Regions from separate parts of the Mus musculus genome. Here regions 2 and 3 are each linked to region 1. Evidence: chromatin contacts called from public promoter capture Hi-C data. All regions are on one chromosome and are shown on one strand. Each heading gives the region's core, a stretch centred on a gene start, on an enhancer-like site or on the middle of the called end of the contact. The rest is flanking DNA. Distances are from core to core; before and after follow the strand shown.

Region 1 (4,304 bases), core at 1,152-3,651:
TAACACTGTGTTTAGGAACATTTTTTTTCTCCTTGTAAGACTTTTATCCTCTCCCTTAGAGGCCCACCAGTCCATTCTAGGATGGTCTAGAGCACTGACCCCTTTTTGCCAGGAGCAGTGACCTCTTCCCCTTCCTCTGTCATTTCCCATGAGCCAGTTCTTTCAGACTAGCCAGGTAAGGTCAGCGGCAGCCAGTGGGGGAAAGGAGACTCTAGCAGTGTTAGACTAGAAACCAACTGTACTTCCTGTCTTTTTTTGTTTTGGTTTTTTGGTTTTTTTGGAGACAGGGTTTCTCTGTGTAGCCCTGGCTGTCCTGGAACTCACTCTGTAGACCAGGCTGGCCTCCAACTCAGAAATCCTCCTGCCTCTGCCTCCCAAGTGCTGGAATTAAAGGCGTGCACCACCACCACCACCCGGCTGTACTTCCTGTCTTGATGTGCAAGCTCTTCCTAAGCACACTCTCTGAGAAAAGTCTGACTTGTCTGGACTCTCTGGTTGGAATGGTGGTCTTTTTCTTTGTCACCTTGAACTTGTTTCTAACATCCAAAGATGTGCCCGACTATGAGGATTCGATAATGATAAGAACTCTTCATCTTGGATGGAGGCAGTTGACTATAATCTGTGGGCTCTGGGATTGGTGGCTAAGGGGCTGAGGACGCACAGGTGGTTTTCTGGGGAGTAGAGGGCAAACCACAAGTGTAGATGTCCCATTGTGCTCATACTATTGGTTTACAAACAATTACACTAGACTTCTGCCAGGGACCTAGCAACAGTCAAGTCATCATCAGCGGGTGGCCTGGCAGCTTGTAAGAGACTCTTACCTCTACTCCCTCACCCCGCTCTTTCTCTCTTCCCATGTGTTCCCTGCTGGCCTCTCTTTCTGTCCTTTGTCTCCACTTCTCTGCCTTGTGGCTCTGTCTGCCTCTACCCCTCCTCCAGGTCCTAGCTCCCCTCGCCTCCTCCTAAATAAACCTCTCTTATACCATGTCTGTCTCGTAGTGTGTTTTCTCAGGGGTACACTTTGGTATGAGACTGCCAGGGACCCCCTACTCCTGCCGCTGCATTATATTCATAACACATACCACGTGACCCCTTGGAAATGTAGCTGCCCTACCTGACCCACTGCTGGCCAAGCTCTTCGAGGCTGTGAATGTGTTCATGCCACCTAGTCCTGGCTGTTCCCTAAAATCTTTTACAAGTCTTCCTCCTGAGAATGCAGGTCCCTGCATCCTCTGGCTCCTCTCTAGGTGAGCAGTCTCAGTTTCCTTATCCCACACCTCAGCATGCAGGACGCTTGCTCTAGGGTGCCCACTGCTCACACACTCCTACTCCCGCTGAGCTCTCCTGTGCAGCCAGCTACCCACCAGTCTTCGCACCGGGATGATGCAAATGCCTTCTAAAGGTCAGCGTACCAGATGAACTCAGGATGGGCCCTTAGTGGGCACTCTGGCTCCTGAGTCCTCTACCCTTCCTGTACTCACCAGCTCCACATTCCAGATCCCATCAAAACACTCCTTAACACCCTCAGCTGGCTCCTCAGTGTCTCCTAAGCTGATTGAGAGTTTGGAGAAAGAAAAAAGCCCATGTATTTGGTTGCGCCACTGCCACTCGGGGAATGAAGCCGGCTGTGCCGCGGGACCCATTCTGGGGTTTTCTTGGAATTGAATGGGGTCATCCAGAGTGATTAAGGCAGGTCATCACATCACCCCGAGGGCCGCCTCCTCTAAACCATCTCTTTCCAGCCTTTCTTTCTGGACTCCAAAAAGAGCCCTGGAGGGTTCGAGAAACTCTGCGATCTTTAGGACCTGGAGGATCAGAGTTGGGGGTCACCCTCCCCGCCCCCAGCAAAGTCAGCACCCGGAACTGCTCTAATAGGAACCAGCCGACTGAGCTCCGGGAGGGCTGCGGGCTGGGTATAGGATTCCTGCAGAGCTCAGTGGGACCTCAAAGGCGCGCGCCCAGCTGGGGGTGGGGTGGTGATGGGTGGAAGGGCGAACCTGACCTCTGGTCTTACCTCCAACCCCCAACGGCCAGGATCCAGCCTGGCCCAAGTAGAATTTGGGGTGTGCTTGTTATTTCCCAGAAAGGGCGTACTCGGGGTTCCGCAGCTTCTGCCCTTCATCGGGGGTCTCCTAAGACTCCAGACTCTTCGGTCCACCTCCTTCTTGCCTTGGGCTCTGGGGACAAGGTCAGCGAGAGTGACAGGGAACAGAATCCAGCCTAGGCAGTTGGAAGGGTCGTACATGAAGCACGTGGAAACGGTCCCCAACGAGGGACCCGGATAGCTTCTAAGTTCTGTTCCCGGAGGACGACCAGGGAGTCTTGGGGTGGGGGTTGGCGCGCGGCCCGAAAAGTGGGAGGGGACAGGTTGGGGGGTGGTCTCTGAGGAGGAGCCAGGCTGGATTGTATTGTTCCGCGCTCCGCTTCTCGGGTTCTTCTACCGGCTTCAGACCTGGTGGGCTCCTCTGCGCAGAAGCGCCCACCCCTCCTGAGCCCCGAGAAGGTTCTGAGTAGGGGAGGTCTCACCTGGGTCCTTGCATCGGAGCTGAGAGAGCGGAGGACACCGGTGGAGAGTCATAATCCTTGTTCCCCGCCGCACCTCGAGCCTTTGCAGGAACGAGGCGCTCTCCCACCCCCCACGATGGCCATTGCCTGGCCGAGCCCGGCCAGGACCACGAGCGGACGCTGGAGCGCCGCTCTCTAGCCGGGCTCAGCGCCTCTTTACCCCAGGCCAGCGATGGGGAGCAGCGGGTCGGCTCTGAGGGTCTGTGCGGACCACCGCGGGGGCATCAACTGGCTGAGCCTGAGCCCCGACGGGCAGCGCCTGCTGACGGGCAGCGAGGACGGCACAGCCCGCCTCTGGAGCACCGTGGACGGCCAGTGCTGCGCGCTCCTTCAAGGTAGATGGGCGCGCGTGCTCGCGACCTTTCCCGCCTCTTCACGCTCACCTGCACCGCACCCAGACCTCACTCTTCCGGGCCCCGCAGCCCCCTTCTGGAAGAGTAGGGCTCTAGCTCCTGCTCATCCAGGAGCTCCCCCAGCCCTTGAGCTCTTGGCGGGAAGCCGTGAGGAGCCCGAGTGTGTGGGTCGCACCAAAGCGCGCACCCCAATGAAAGATCCTTTTGTCAACCAGTCCCATGAAATCCTTACACGGAACCGGTGTTACCATGTTAGGGACTTGCCCAGGGCTGAAGGGCACCCTTGAGACTTGAACCCCCACTCCTCCCCACCCCCAAGCTCCTTGTTGGCCTCATTTCAAGTATGGCCAGAAGAAAGAGGATTGGTTCAAACTTCTGGGGAATAGGGAAGTCTATCTTGCATATTTGAAATGAAACGAGAACTATCATGCACGGAAATGCATAATGTGTCTTTCGTATCCACCTGTTGATTCATATTCTGTTCACTCTGGCCAGCCTTGTCTTGGGTGCTCCCACCCTGCATTATGGGGTGCCCCTGGCCGGCTGCTGGCCTTTGCAGTCGCACATGCGGACTAGAGGAGGCATGCCAAGGTTTTTGCACAGGTACCGCTCCTTATCTTCAGCTTTTCCTCCCTGATCAGCAAATGCTGGGTGGCCTGGCCCAAGCCCTTCCAGTGAAACAGTTACCTTCAAAACTGCTTCATTCCTACGCTATCAGTTTGAAGTGAAAACAGTATAAGGTAGTTCATGGCTCCAAAGGGAGGAACATTGAATTGACAGGTATTTGGGAGCTGGTGTGAAGATGGGGAATTGGCTACAAAGTGGTCCATATTCTAACCTCCACACACAACCAGTGTTCACTGACAGGCCTCACACAGGAGGAGAGCTGTTAGCTTAAGTAAAATATGTTGCTTCCCAAGGAAAGACTGTCTGGGGTTTTCAGGAGTTCGGGTTCTTAGGGCTAGCTCTAAGGATTCTCCCAAGGAGAACCTTAGAATTGGCCGTTTGTTTGATTTTGGTTTCTTTTTCTTTTTCTTTTTTTTTTTTTTTTTTTGGTTTTTCGAGACAGGGTTTCTCTGTGTAGTCCTGGCTGACCTGGAACTCACTTTGTAGACCAGGCTGGCCTCGAACTCACTTTGTAGACCAGGCTGGCCTCGAACTCAGAAATCCACCTGCCTCTGCCTCCCAAGTGCTGGGATTACAGGTGTGCGCCGCCACCGCCCGGCTTGATTTTGGTTTCTTAAGACAGAGTTCCTATCACCCTCAGGTCTCAAACTCACTGTCTTAGCCAGGGTTACCGATGCTACAATTAAGCATCCACAGCCAAATGCAAGCTTGGGAGGAAACTTTTATCACTAAAGGTAGTCAGGACTGGAACTCAAACAG
Region 2 (4,304 bases), core at 1,092-3,591, 370 kb before region 1:
GCCCTTGGGAGGCAGAGACAGGCAGGTCTTTGAGTGTCCAGAACAGCCAGGGCTACACAGAAAATCACCGTCTTGAAAAAACAAAACAAACTACCCACAAACAAACAAACAAACAAACAAACAAAATAACAACAAAAAGGTTTGAGAGAGGATTAAAGAGGATATCCTGAAATCAGCCTCTCAGCCTCTGATATTTACAAACTACCACAGGCAAGTGCACACACACACACACACACACAAGCTACCACAGGCAAGTGCACACACACACACACACACACACAAGCTACCACAGGCAAGTGCACACACACACACACACACATACACACACACACACACACAAGCTACCACAGGCAAGTGCACACACACACACACACACAAGCTACCACAGGCAAGTATACACACATACACACACACACACAAAGCTACCACAAGCAAGTATACACACACACACAAGCTACCACAGGCAAGTGCACACACACACACAAGCTACCACAGGCAAGTGCACACACACACAAGCTACACACACATACACACACACACACACACACACACACGCACACCCCAAGGGAAAGGTGGTGATAGAAGGAGCATGTACGTTCCCCTCAGAGTCCTTTCCTCTGTCTTCTTGGTCTCTTCTGATGGCTGCTTCTTTCAAAGCCACTTCTTTCTCATCACATGGTACCATTTATGCATCCTGGCACACCATCATGAAGAGATGAACATTCCAACCTACAGAGAGAGAACACTTGACAAACCTGGAGTGATTTTTTCTTTTCTTTTTTTAGTGGCTGAGGGTAGCCTCCTTGGACGTTGGTATTGCGTCCCTCCAAACCTCTCACTTCTGCTTCTAAGAAGCAGTCTGAACCCTCAGTAGAATGATGTCTTTTGGGGTCCTGGGAGTCCTTTAGTGAGGAGCCAGGCTGGGGAGGAGGGTGACGACACCGACACCGGGTTAGAACCTTCAGAGGACTCTCCAGAAGCTGCTTAGGGATACTGGTTGGGGGCTCTGGGGAGGAGGTGTACTTCATTCTTGTTTTGAAAGTGTGGTAGCAGGATGTATACAAACTTACCTGATGAACCAAGGATCGCCCCCTTCCCCCCAGCTGTAGGGTTTTACCTAATTTGCAGGAACTTGGCTGGTACCGTGGAAATCCAGGGGATTGCTGGACCCAGCAATGGGTTTCTCATGGGACAGACAGGTCCTTTACTAAATCATGGTCTTAAAGTGGTAACCACATCCTCTACGGTGGGAGAGCAGGAAGAGGAGTAAAGGCCATCTCCTTACCCGTGTCATGTCTTCGTCAAAGGAACCCCTATCACGTTTATGCTATAGGTACTGTCCGTGTATTACTGTTTACAGGGAGCAGGTGGGCTGATGTTAGCTTCAAAGAGCTGGAGTGATCACTGGGGTCAGCCGGTATTCAATTCTGAGCAGGAGAGGAAGCACGCCCCTCACTCAGACCAGAAGCCAAGGTCCTGCTGCCTGGGAGGAACACCAGGGCCCTGAGCAGCCCGCAGTACCAGATCTGCAGCCAGTGGCTCTGAAGATCCGGGAGCACGTGGCGTGTTCGCCCTGGTTTCAGGCTCCGACGCACCCATTTCCTCTCGTGGTTTTAGGACTTCAGCATTTACTGAGACCAGAGCGCCTTTGCCAAAGATCAAGGTTTGTTGCGCAATCTTTGATGAATCTGAAAAGAACCAAGTTGTGGAGAAAAGCCTGCACTCACCACGCCACAGGCCGCTCTGGACAGGATGGGGTTCCCTACGCCGCAGGGGGGCGGCGTTGCGAGAAGCGAGTGCGGTCACCCGAACCACTTTGACCCGGGGCTTCAATCGTGGCGTGGTCGGGCTGCGGGTGTGTGTTTCCGGGGGCTGGACCTAAACAGAGACACAGCAAAACCAGATGGATCAGAATCAGCTCCTGGCGAGTCCGGAGCTGGCCTACCTTGAGACAGAGAGTGCACGGCGACCACCCGGGGGCAGCGTGGGCCGCGTGGAGTGGGACAGTGGCGCCGCACGCCGCGCACTTCCTGTTCAACGCGCGCGCCGCCTGCCACCGCCCAGCGCTCCCAGAGCCTACGTTGGTGCCAGACCCGGCCCCCACAGTTCCCCGGGTCCCGGGGGCCGCGGCTCAGAGGCCGCCCGGGGCGGGCGCCCTGCCCTATTCTCCCCTAGGGGCTGGGGCGCGCCCTTCGGCCCGCAGAACCCAGCCAGCCGCCGCCACAGTTTATTCCTGCGGCCACGCGCCAGCCCAATTGCGACGAGTCTTCGCCTTTGCACCTCCTCTTCCCCCTCTGCCCTCCCTCTCGCCCAAAGAGGAGGCCCTCCGGGTCCCAGGCTCCCTGTCGCTTTATTGTGCGGCCCAGGGTTATGCATTTCTCTACCAAGTGTCTCTGGCCACCGTTTCCATCGAGGCACAGACACGAGAAGGCTGTTTTCCAAATTGCTGTTGTTAATTGCACCTGCCTGGCCGACTACCTCTGGGAATTTGTGGGAGGAGCCGAGAGGTGGAAAATGTTGCTTCGCTTTGCAGAAGGAGGAAAACTTTATCACCCAGCACAAGACTTCTGCCACGCGTAACCAAAAGTAGCACGGGCCGAGACTCTGCACCCAATGATTCCGTAGGAGAAAGAGGACGCTCCAACCCGGCATTCCGCGGACTGCCAGCCCCTCGGGTGGAGCCCCGCGTGTTACCTGCGCCACCCGCCCTCCCCGCGGAAGTCCCCACGAGGTGTTTTCAGGGTGGGAGGACAGTCATAAAAAGCGCGTGGCTCCAGTGTAACGGCAGCAGTCCTGGGAGGCAGCGAGGGGACCGAACCCCGGGGACGAGGCACCGGAATTAACTTCTAGCTAAAGTTATGGGAAGCGCAGCCATGGACACCAAGAAGAAGAAAGAGGTTTCCAGCCCGGGCGGGAGCAGTGGCAAAAAGAACCCTAGCCTGAAGAGGCGGTCACTGCGAGTGCACATTCCGGTGAGTCCCATCCCTGGAGCTCCAGACTCCCGCGGCGCCTAGGCGGTTAACAAGGGACACTCTGCGCGCGCCGTCCTGTCCCTCCTGTCCCTTCGGGAGGCTGGGGAGGGGGAGGGGCAGGGCCCAAGCTGGGCCGCAGAGCCCGAGATTGGATCTTGGTCCGTACTATAGTGGAGCTATGGGATTGTCTAGGACAGAGGCAAGGGTGTCTGCTGGGAAGCGAGTACGAGAAGCGCGCTCCCGGGTGCGCAAAGCCTGGTGGCGGACTGGGCGTAGCCCTGGATCGGGCCGGTGCGGGTGCTGGGGAGGGGGGTGGTGAGTTGTGTTGTTTTGTTGAAAAGGACCTCTTGTGAAGTGCGGGGAAGCGTGAGTTGAGGAGCCGCCGCCGCCACCGGGGACTGAGGAAAGGAGTGGTGGGTGGGAATATCGCGGGGTGCCACGGTGAGGCAGCACCCCCAAATAGCTCTCCCTCCACACCAATTTCAGGATGCATGTGAGTCGCGGCTGGAGCCCTTTGCAGTGATTCCCGTGGTTTGACTCCAGGAATATTTTGTGCCTCGTGGAATTTGGGGGCTTGAGGTTTTCTCGGCTTACTATACAGGGCTATTGCTAACTTCAGCCCAGAATACCCTGCCACCTTGGTTGGACTCTGGTGACATTGACTTAAACAGCCGGAGGGAGCAGCATGCAGAATAGCTTGCTCAGTGCTGAGCATCAGTCTGGTTTGCCCTAGCTGGTAGCCCAAGGGCACTTGTTCTCCTCTCTGTAGAGGGGGATCAATTCTCAGGAGGTGTACCCCAGCCTTTAGCTTTACCCAAAGGGAAACCCCACTTGGCTACATCCTGGCAGCGACCAAGCAAGCAATGGTTTTTACAAATGAACATGCTAAGCAGTGTGGGACAGCTCCATGAGCCCCACCTGCCAGTGATACCTGGTGGCATCTACACTGAACCCTGCACAGCATGGGCAGCACCGCTTGCCAGCACTACCCTGAAGAATGAGTACTAGGCTTTTCCCATTGCTTGTCCCAAGCCTTTCCTTTTAGATTCAGGGCCCCTATCTTCATTTAATTCCAGTCCAGGAATGTGGTACTGAGTGGAGTCTTGGGGCTTGGAGCCCCACACACAGCTAATGGGGGTACTTTGGGGAGCAATTTAAAGTTGGGCATCTGGACAATTCATGAGTCCCACGGTGACCTAAACATATAGGGATATGAATTTTATTTGAGAAAATACTTATTACATTGCCTATGTAAGACATTTTAAAACTATTGAAATAGAAAGTTAGACATTGCTGCTAAGATCCGTTTCACGGTGACCTTTTGAGCTGCCC
Region 3 (4,304 bases), core at 1,030-3,529, 340 kb after region 1:
TTCGCTATGGCCCCATCCCGACAACCCCTTCCCATTCTCAGCGATGATTGGAGAAAAGACACATCAGTCTTGCTGCAAGCTGTGATTGGATAAAATGTTGGCTGTAGGCGGGACCGAGCAGAAGCAGCTCTAGCTATTTGCTCAGTGGCCTGAAGTCAGGTGCGGGTCAGAGGTTGTGCGACGTTCATTCTCACATTAGAGGACGTCCTGGCGCTTCTGACCTTGAGCCCTTTCTCTAGAGTTGTTCCAGACAATCTCTATGCTCCCTGGCATCACAGGAAGTGGTGGTTTCGTGAGAAGGAATATGTGAAAACAGACCTGAGAGTTAAAAAAAAAAACTACACACAGACACACACACACACACACACACACACACACCCCTCAACCCAAACCAAACAAAAACATACATGCACGTAACGTGCCACCACTTGAGTCTCTAATCTCCCTATGTGATCCTGCTACTCACAGTTATCGTGAATTATTAGTATGTAGGTCATGAAGTTAATCAAAGTGCAACCTAAGAGCTAACCTTTAGGTTCCTTCTTCATTTGGGTCTGAATCACTGGCCTAAGGTTCCAGCTCAAAAGTGAATAGCTCTTGCAGCAGTTGGGCTAAGCTTATTCTTGCTATAATTGTCTCCCAAAGTACCCCCAAGACCTGCTACATAGCTCTGACTAGCCTGAGACTCTCTTTATAGCCCAGGCTTGTCTTGAACTCACCATCCTTCCTTCCCAGTGTTGGGATTAGAGGCTTGAGTCACTATGCCTTCTGTGTAATTATTATTTTTGTTTTAACTCCTCCACTGGGCTGTGGTTTCTTGGTGGGAGTGGCTCTGACTCATACCCGTTCCCCTCCACGCGAGAAAGGCACGCTATTGTCCACTGTCCACCAGGGGGTGCTGTTTCTAGCTCACATTTACTCTCTGGTAATCCATCTGGACATTTGAACATTGTTATGTTACTAGTATCATTGTCATTTATTGGTGGTGCTTCCGGGACTCAATTTTTCTTGAGCTGAGGGTCGCAAAGTCATGCTCTGGAATGAGCAGAGTGAAACTAGACAGAGCAATGAGCCAGAATTTGCTTGAGTTTGGGGCTGAGGAGATAAGGATGTGTGTAGAGGTAGTCTTAAGCAAGTATATACTATATGTGAGTAATGTCAGAGGGAGGTACCAGCTAAAGCCACACTTAACCTCTCTCTCTCTAGAGGTCTCAGAAAGATCATGGGAATTTCCTGCCACCGGGGTACCCCCCCACGCCCACTTCCTTGGGATTCCATTTTGCCACAAAGCATAGCTTTGCACCTTACCTAGACACAAAAGTATGGGAGTCATGAACTCTTGTTATATAAGAAAATCAGGCAGTCTGGGATAAACCTGTGGGATGTTCCATGGATGTCCTCCACGCTCCTCCAGGAAATGCTCTAGGAAGCACAGTTTTCCTCTCCGCCTCTGAGATACTGGCTTGATCGCTGGAGGCCCTGACACCTGCTCCATAAGTCAATATCTCAGGCATGGGCTTCAGTAGGGCAGTTGGTGACTCATGGCCTTGGGAATGGCGTTGGGCAAGCCATCAGACCAGCCACCTGGGCCTCCTCCTCCCGGGTGAGGCAACAACAAAGAACTCAACTGAGCCAGTCCATCCCCACACACCCAAATTATCCTCTCAAGGCCCCTGCCTTCCTGCGCTGACGTGTCTCAGGAGGCCCCGACACCAGGTCAGGACTGGAGGAGAGTACATCAGGGTTCAAGAGGATAAGGAAGATACAGTGGAACTCTCAAGGAACCAGCCTTTTTTCCTTAAGCTCCAATCTAGGATGGCTAGCACTCCTTCCTTTTACTCCTTGTTTTCTCCTGGCTAACCACAAAGTCTGCCCTCTTTCATTCAGAGAAAGAAAATATACAGCTTTTTTTTTTTTTTTTTTTTTTTAAGATAGGGTCAGATGTTGCCCAGAACAGCTTCAGTCTCCTGATCCCGCTACTCTGTCTCCTCCTAAGTGCTGGGAAATCTGAATGCACCTCCTGTTTGGGCATGTGGCCTTAAATCATTCTCTACTGACTGGTGCCCACAGGTGTGAAGGGATGGGAGTGCAATTGTAGGAACGAGAGCTTCACTATTTTGTCTGCACATGCTAGAGCCCTCTGATAGGATTTTGCTCTCTGTGCATATTATTTTTGTTGCAGCTGCCCTGTCTTTGCCACTTGTGCCCTTGAGGACTGAAAGCAGAGATCATAGGTGTCTCTTCTAATCCCAATAGCTCTTGAGCCCCTGCCTCCTAAACTGGTGTCCGTCCCAGGCATGGGGCTTGGGCCCCAGGTTGCCTTGCAAGGAGTGTGAGTGATCACACAGGTGGCTGAGGGTTGGCATGCCTGAGGCCTGCCCAGCCTGAGTCACCTAGTGCTGTTGTTGTCCTGCTCCTTGTTGAAGTCTCCGCTCAGCTTCACTGACCTCTGTGGAAACAACAGCAGTCCAGTCCCTTCAACCTCTCAAGAGAAGCTGCGGCCTGATGGTGAGACGAACGGGGTGGGGGGGGAGCAGGAGGCAACGGGGGCGGTGGGGAGACTTGGGGCCCAGCTCAGTGCCTCTGCTCCCTATGGCACTGCCACTGCCTGCTTCTCCATGCCGGGGAACTGGGGGAAGGAGGATCTCTGTCTTCTCTCTGTCCCCTGCCCCTCGCACAAGAAGCTGCTCCTCTTCAGTGTTCCCTCCGGCCTCAGGGTCTCCCTGCCTGGTGATTCAGGAGGCAGGGGCTTCTCAGACTCCACACAATGTCTTACCCACCCCGACCACACCCTCAACGCAGGCCCATCCCACAATGATACACACCTCTGCTTCCCCCTCGTGGGGGTCCCACTCCACCCCACCCCTGGCCTCGGCCACTCCCCCTCCCTCCTGCCCGCGCCCCCAGGACCATCCTGGGCTGCGGATGGGCCCTCTGATCCCTGAGCAGGACTATGAACGGCTAGAGGACTGTGACCCTGAGGGGTCTCAAGACTCCCCTATCCATGGGGAGGACCACCAACCCTTGCTTCATGTACCCGAAGGACTCCGCGGTGAGTGTGTGGGTATATGGAAGGTTGGGTGGGTTAGGGGGTCGAGGCAGGTTTGGGTTTGATAGAGAAATTAATCACAAATGGGACAATGCCAAGTCTTGACACTGTTTCTCTGTGCCCAGGTTCCTGGCATCACATCCAGAACCTGGACAGTTTTTTCACCAAGATATCCTTTGTGCCCAGCATGCAGAGGGGCATGGTGGGGGGACTGTGGAGCAGGGAAGAGTGGGGGAAGTTTCTACGGGAAGAGTCCGTAGGCTTAGGCAAATTTCTTGACAAACTTGCCACATCTACAGCTATCATCAGCGGAATGGCTTTGCCTGTATCCTGCTGGAGGATGTCTTCCAGCTGGGGTGAGAAGCCAGTCCTATCCCTAAGCTCTGCTCTTTCTTCTTGATTTTAGTATTTATTCTACTTTATTGATTTTTTGACCCAGGGTCTCATGTATCCTAGGCTAGACTTGAATTCCTGTCCCTCCTGCCTCCACTTCCTATGTGCTAGAATTACAGGCACAGTACTGTACCCAGTTTACGTGGTGCCGGAGATGAAATCCGGGGCTTTATATGCTAGGCAGACTCTGTCAACTGAGCTATGCCCCAGCTCTTCTTTTCAGTTTTAGGCTTGGTTGGGGCTCTGAAGGGCCAGGGGGCCAAATAGAGCTGCAGCCTGTCTGGTGTCTGGGCTAGGAGTCTGTCCGTCCGTCATGCCCCTAGCCTGAGCAGACCTCTCCTGCATCCTTTCCTCAGGCAGTTCATTTTCATTGTCACCTTTACAACCTTCCTCCTTCGCTGCGTGGATTACAATGTTCTCTTCAACAACCAACCAAAGAACCATACAAGACGTGGACCATTACACAGCAAAGTGACCTTGTCAGATGCCATTCTACCCTCGGCCCAGTGTGCAGAGAAGTAAGTGACAATCTAGTGGCTGCCTCTGGAGTAAGGTCACAAAAGGATAGGAAGAAAGGGACCTCCCCACACTGCCTCTTGGCCTAGATCAATTTTCAGTGTTTAAAAACATACCCCAAGTTGGCTGGGAGTCTCAGAGAGCCTTGAATTACGAGTCACATTCCTACTTACCTTATTAGAAATTAATGGTGAGGACAACTGTTTATTTTTGTTGCTGGGGAGCAAACCTAGGGCTCCTGGCATGCTGGGCAAGCACAGTACTACTCAGCCACATTCCTAGCCTTGGGGACATCTTTAAAGGTTAGGAATGCACAAGTGCAGGCTACATGGGCTGTCAAGATGAT

Evidence for each region. Promoter capture Hi-C pulls out the DNA fragments that hold promoters and counts their contacts. Capture Hi-C pulls out chosen DNA fragments and counts their contacts.
Region 2: a contact with region 1 is called in a promoter capture Hi-C map of embryonic stem cells, with 4 times the contacts expected there. The contact joins the promoter of Prkag2 here to the promoter of Wdr86 in region 1. A contact is called at or near these places in 2 of 39 promoter capture datasets (embryonic stem cells and stem cell-derived epiblast-like cells), 1 of 484 Hi-C or Micro-C datasets (embryonic stem cells) and 2 of 115 datasets of contacts at active chromatin or transcription factors (embryonic forebrain and embryonic stem cells).
Region 3: a promoter capture Hi-C map of pancreatic islet shows a contact between it and region 1. The contact joins the promoter of Atg9b here to the promoter of Wdr86 in region 1. A contact is called at or near these places in 1 of 39 promoter capture datasets (liver), 1 of 115 datasets of contacts at active chromatin or transcription factors (pancreatic cancer cells) and 1 of 9 other capture datasets (pancreatic islet).

The regions. Positions count from the first base shown.
Region 1 is chr5:24,728,777-24,733,080 of GRCm38.p6, reverse strand. Wdr86 (WD repeat domain 86) reads left to right here and starts at 2,401. Exons shown (of 6, transcript NM_001081441.1): 1 at 2,401-2,900. The coding sequence starts at 2,738. It overlaps Gm42231 (a long non-coding RNA gene), which reads right to left and starts at 2,091. Exons shown (of 2, transcript XR_880885.3): 1 at 2,015-2,091. RefSeq lists an enhancer at 1,238-2,527.
Region 2 is chr5:25,098,679-25,102,982 of GRCm38.p6, reverse strand. It overlaps Prkag2 (protein kinase, AMP-activated, gamma 2 non-catalytic subunit), which reads left to right and starts at 2,341. Exons shown (of 16, transcript NM_145401.2): 1 at 2,341-2,972. The coding sequence starts at 2,859. Gm42232 (a long non-coding RNA gene) reads left to right here and starts at 2,980. Exons shown (of 2, transcript XR_880887.2): 1 at 2,980-3,130. 2900005J15Rik (RIKEN cDNA 2900005J15 gene) reads right to left here and starts at 2,008. Exons shown (of 1, transcript NR_027851.1): 1 at 1-2,008.
Region 3 is chr5:24,390,118-24,394,421 of GRCm38.p6, reverse strand. Atg9b (autophagy related 9B) reads left to right here and starts at 2,279. Exons shown (of 14, transcript NM_001002897.3): 1 at 2,279-3,052; 2 at 3,175-3,218; 3 at 3,341-3,405; 4 at 3,799-3,960. The coding sequence starts at 2,506. It overlaps Abcb8 (ATP-binding cassette, sub-family B (MDR/TAP), member 8), which reads right to left and starts at 266. Exons shown (of 16, transcript NM_029020.3): 1 at 1-266.